Linked DNA regions of Mus musculus: region 1 is linked to region 2. The links are chromatin contacts, called in public HiChIP or PLAC-seq maps. All regions are on one chromosome and are shown on one strand. The core of a region is the stretch at or near the end of the contact, and the rest is flanking DNA. Distances in the headings are between cores, read along the strand shown.

Region 1 (2,700 bases), core at 98-2,597, 45 kb after region 2:
ACAGACACACCTAAAGAAACAGCCTGGTCAGATTAAAAAGTAAAATCAGTGCCTTTCATTTTCCTGCTCTCTAATGGTCAGACTTAGAAGACAATACAGACTAGATGGACTGACAGCTCAGGAAGAGCAAACTGCCGCGGCCGGAGCAGTGCTTCTGAGATCCTCCGTCCATTGTCTGGGCTGTGCCTTTCCAGGCTCCTTACCACTCTTCCAGCCTCTGCTCGTGCAAGGCCTTCCATTCCTTCTGCCTTCTCTCCTGAACCGTCTCACCGGAGTACTTCTCCAGGGCCATCAGCAAGCTTCCCATGGGCGCGCTGAGGGCAGAACACAAAGTTCAAGGACAAAGTCATTAGCTTGCTCAACACAGGAGGGCCCTAATCATCTACAGCAGAGCACGGTCAGGTACAGAGAAAATTTTAAGGTAATATTCTTCCTGGGTTGTACAATGAAGGAAAACAATCATTGTAGTTTCTTTGACTGGTATAAAACAGCAATAGATCTAGAAATGGTTTGTTTGTTTGTTTGTTTGTTTGTTAAATCATGTCCTCTGCCATGAGAGCTGGTGAGCTGACCCTGCCCCTCGCTGGCTGCAGCACTCAGGAGAGCAGGTCCTGCACCTCGCCTGGGAAGCACAGTAGAGTCGGCCCTGGTGGAGGGGGAGCAGGTGAGCTGGTCCAGTGGGTGTGAACATAAGAGAGCAGGCCCTGCCACTCATCTGCTGTGATGTGGGGTGGGAAAGGGGGTGATGCCCTCCCACCCCTTACCCCTCACCTCCTGTGGTAGTTGGGAGAGCTGGCCCAGAGGTCACAGAGTGGGAAAGCTGAGCCTGCCTCTCACTGGTGGGAAAGTGGACCCTGCATCTAGCCTGGGCAGCACAATAGAGCTAATCCTGGTGGAGAGGGAGTGGGTGAACCAGCTCCTACAGCATGAGAGAAGGAGCAGCACTTGGGAGAGTGGGCCCCACACCTTGACTGGGCACAATGGCACTGGCTCTGGAGACATGAGGGCATGAGAGTGGGAGAGCTGACCCTGCCTCCTGCCAATGGCAGCACTGGGTGGCTTAGATAGAAGACAAGTAGCCAGGGGCTGACCAGGTCAGCTAGCACCCTGGTCTAGATGTAGGATTCTGAGTTGGGCCACCCTAACTTCTGTATCTTCTGTGAACCGTTAGGGCACATGTAAAGGTCAGTCCTACTGATCCAAAGCTGCAGGACCTCCATGACACAGGACAACCACAGGATAACCTGGAGGAGTCCTCCTGAGAATCCAATACTGAGGGTGTCACAGAAGCCAGAGATCTCAAACCAGAACGATGACTCATTGCAGTGAACATCTGCAAACGAAGGTGTGTGGGCAGAGGGGTGTACTGTGTGACACTGTGACACACCACAGCTTCCACGGTGCTTTCTGTGTGTTGCTGTATTTCCTGTCTTGTTTGTGCTTTTTACTGGGGGAGGAAGAAGCTGCAAGGGCAAGGGTGGATACCAGGGGGTGGGGAGACAAGTGAGACTGGGGAGCATGATGGAAGCTCACAATCAATACGTAGTTAAAAAGACACACAGACACACAGACAGAGAGTGGAAATGCAAGGACTAGTTTATCCATATAGCACCAGCCCTGGAGAGGAAGACATGGATGGGAATCCTTTGGTGGAAGAAGGAAACTACTAGCTTTGAGGGACAGAGTCATTAAACATCTTCATACTCTAGAGTCTGGTTGGTATACCTGACAGCTGCTATGTCACCAGGTCCATCCTAAGAGACTGATTTAGGGGCAGCAGTTAAGAGCACTTATAGCTCTTGCAGAGGACCCAGGTTTAATTTATACTGCTTCCAAGGGACCTAATGATACATACATACATATATATATGTATGTATATATATATATATATATATATATATATATATATATATATATGAAATAAAAATAAATAAATATCAAAACCAAAAAACAAAACAACTTCATTAGGGCCTGGAGAGGAGACTTGAGCTTGGATGCCCAGCATCCATATAAAAAGTCAGGTGTGGCAGCATGTGCCTGCGCTCCCGTTCTGGGGAGGTGGAGACAGGGGACTCCTGTACTGGGGAGGTGGAGACAGGGGACTCCTGTGCTGGGGAGGTGGAGGCAGGGGACTCCTGTGCTGGAGAGGTAGAGACAGGGGACTCCTGTGCTGGGGAGGTGGAGACAGGGGACTCCTGTACTGGGGAGGTGGAGACAGGGGACTCCTGTGCTGGGGAGGTAGAGACATATCAGCCGGGCATGGTGGCACATGCCTTTAATTCAAGCACTCAGGAGGCAGAGGCAGGCAGATCTCTGTGAATTTAAGGCCAGCCTGGTGTACAGAATAAGTTTTAAGACAGCCAAGGGTATACAGAGAAACCCTGTCTTGAAAAAAAAAAAAAACAAAAAAAAAAACAAACCTGTAAAGTCCATAAATCTAGCTATGCATGATATATCATGCTTATAATCTTAGCACTCAGGAAATCAAGGATGATAACAAGGTCAAGTCTAGCCTAGCCTACAGAGCATCTCAAACCTCTCTGTCCCCTCCCTCCAGAAAAGAAAACCGTAATTTACAGTGTCTCCCAACCCTGACAGAGTGGTCGGAAGGTGGGTGGGTAGGAAAGCAGAGAGGAAGGGTAACCCACTCAGAAGAACGTCAACGGGAAAACACGAGGATGGCAGGACTAGACTGTCTTT
Region 2 (2,700 bases), core at 190-2,689:
CTTTTGATTTTTAAGACAAAAGAAAAAGAATCTTCTTCAACAAGTAAGTAAATGCATTTACTATTTATCATGCTATGGGACACCTTAGTAGAACACGCTATCTTCAGCCTTATCATATGCATATTTTGTTGTTGTTGTTGTTGTTGTTGTTGTTGTTAAAGACAGGGTCTCATATATGCCAGGCTGGCCTCAAACTTTCAGTGTAACCCAAGATAATCTGGAACTCCCGACTCCTCTGCTCCCACCTCTCCAGTGCAGGACACTGTTTATACCGTGCTGGGGAATTGAACTCAGAGCTCCCTGCATGTCAGCTAAGCATTCTACCGACCAAGTCCCATGCCCAGTCCCTAACTCCCCAACTTCACTGCTTTTTAAACATACATACAATCATAACTTGCCCTCAGAGCAGTCTCCTGGGGTCTCTTATTCTCAAGGCTGCGGCATTCCAACACTGTTAGAAAAACACCATCAGGATTCTTTTGTGTTTCCTAGATGCAAACATTTTTGTAGGGCGAAGTTGAGGTTTTTCTAATCAAGAAAATGCCGGTAACAAGTCTCTTCAAGCTAACTGGTTGGCTAAGGGGTATCTCTCCAAAAGAAGAGATCCACATGTCAGGCCAGTTGTAGGCATGATGTCTGTCTCCCTCCCTTTCTTTCTTTCTTTCTTTTTTTCTTTCTTTCTTACTTTCTTACTTTCTTTCTTTTCTGTTTTTTGGTTTTTCGAGACAGGGTTTCTTTGTATAGCCCTGGCTGTCCTGGAACTCACTCTGTAGACCAGGCTGGCCTCGAACTCAGAAATCTGCCTCTGCCTTTACCTCCTGAGTGCTGGGAATTAAAGGTGTGCACCACCATGCCCGGCTGGGATGTCATTCGTTTTCATTTCTCAATTTTGATACTTTATGGAAGAAAAAAGAAAAGATAGACAAGCCTCTTCATGTAATACTCCATAGTCTCAATAAGTGGTGTTCGTAACGTGGCTTCTCTTTCCTTACCTTTTACTGGTAGATTTCTCGGTTGATTGATGTCCCTGTAGGACTTACTGGGTTTAAGATTCTTGGTTTCCTGTTTTAAGATATAAAGAAACCATTTCCTAACTAAAACACTGCCTTGGACAAATATACTTTTGGCAGTCACTCTGTGTCCAGAATGGAATTTAAGCTTTCATGGCCTAGCTGCTAGTGAAGGTTCTCTGCTTTTTTTTGGCTGTTGTATGTGAAATGGGGTTGGGTGGGAACCACCTCACTGTGTTCTAGTGTTAGTCACCCCACCCCCGCAAGCAGAATCCTTTTACCCAGCTTTTTCACCCAGCTGTGCTCACCCGGTGCTCAGAACAGGCCTGGACAAGTCACCTCCCCTAGAGTTCTGGGGACCTTTGAGTTGCCCTCATGGCCACACCCTGATTCAGAACTCTCACTCTGTCGTAAGATAGAGCTACTGGGGAGTTTTATACCTCAATAGACTCTTACTAGTTTCTCTTTTTCAGGTTGTGAAACTCAACCTTCAAAGACACTCTGTTCCATTTCTGTGGACTAATAGGATCATCTTTAGCATCTGCCGGGTGGATGCCATCCAGGCTTCTTTTTCTACATCTCTGTTTCTCGATTTTTGTGAGCCTAGGAGGTGCCTAAGCTCCATTGGCTCTAGATTCCTGGCTTTCCCCATCATGTTCTCCAAAGCATCTGAAGCTATGGCTTGCAATTGTCAGTTGATGCAGGATACACCACTCCTCAAGTTTCCATGTCCAAGGCTCATTCTTCTCTTTGTGCTGCTGATTCGTCTTTCACAAGTGTCTTCAGGTAAGGAAAGAACTTTCAGGAACTTGACTTAAGCTCGCTGGGGTTTTGAGGGAGATGATGCTGTCTGTGCCGTATCTCTCCATTCACTTTGTGACACTCCCCTGTTCCCTTTGTGAACTGGAGAGCCCTTCAGAGTATCCTCTGGAGTACTTTAAAGCTATGAAAGTTCTGGTTCGATGAGGTTAAAGGATGCGGAGGGTCACACAGAAAGTTATACAGCAACTTAAAGCAAGAACTTCAACTCTAACACAGAGGTGGGGACATTGCCATTTCAACAACACATAAAACCAACGAGCAGCTTAGAGCTGTGGCCTCCTTCATCGCTATTAGATGTTCATTTACATCTTGTTATGTGCCAACAGCGTTGGTCTGGGGGTCTGGTTTCCAAAGTGCGTTTCTATGATACAACTTAATTAATGTAACCTACCTCTAAGATAATGTTGATCTTTTTCTTTGGGGTGGGGTGGGGAATTGAGACACTTCTTAGTATGGAATCTTTCTCTTAATATTTCTTCTTAAGTGTTGCTTTCTTCCTCTGGCAGCCAACACCCAAGATGTAGCACAAAAAATTAGCCTTTAAGATATTTCTAACGGGCTGTGTGTTTCCTATGATGTTCTTCAAAGAATATTTTGTTCTCGATGCATTTCTGCTTCTATGAAGGCAGTCTTACAGAAGCTACACTTCCAGGATTATTCAGAGGGCATGGGAGATCTGTGCAAGCCATGCCTCTATGTACTTGGACCACCATGTCCTGCATTACTATTTTTTTAATGGGGTAGCTGACACATGTAACTTTTTAAGGTCAGAAAACAAAAGATCTGCTTTCTAAGGAGTGGTGTATACATTGGTTTCTCACAAACAAGGAGGAAGCTGGACTTCCGGAAACCGGACTGTCCGAGGCCC

Evidence for each region. HiChIP or PLAC-seq counts read pairs in DNA pulled down with a chosen protein or histone mark.
Region 1: a BATF HiChIP or PLAC-seq map of CD8 T cells shows a contact between it and region 2, with 6 read pairs. The contact joins the enhancer-like site here to the promoter of Cd80 in region 2. A contact is called at or near these places in 1 of 15 datasets of contacts at CTCF or cohesin (large pre-B cells), 7 of 484 Hi-C or Micro-C datasets (the C2C12 cell line, CD8 T cells, differentiating embryonic stem cells and 4 more), 6 of 115 datasets of contacts at active chromatin or transcription factors (CD8 T cells, the HPC-7 cell line, effector CD8 T cells and 2 more) and 3 of 9 other capture datasets (adipose tissue, liver and pancreatic islet).

Annotation. Positions count from the first base shown.
Region 1 is chr16:38,502,359-38,505,058 of GRCm38.p6, forward strand. It overlaps Timmdc1 (translocase of inner mitochondrial membrane domain containing 1), which reads right to left. Exons shown (of 7, transcript NM_024273.2): 6 at 204-314. Among named protein-coding and RNA genes, the nearest start is that of Timmdc1, 19 kb to the right of the region's middle. Within about 2 kb of position 1,348, at least 16 of the 459 cell types and tissues checked have an H3K27ac peak or open chromatin away from gene starts, as enhancers often do. A contact at or near this core is called in CD8 T cells and regulatory T cells, where this site is marked.
Region 2 is chr16:38,457,494-38,460,193 of GRCm38.p6, forward strand. Cd80 (CD80 antigen) reads left to right here and starts at 1,440. Exons shown (of 5, transcript NM_009855.2): 1 at 1,440-1,796. The coding sequence starts at 1,688.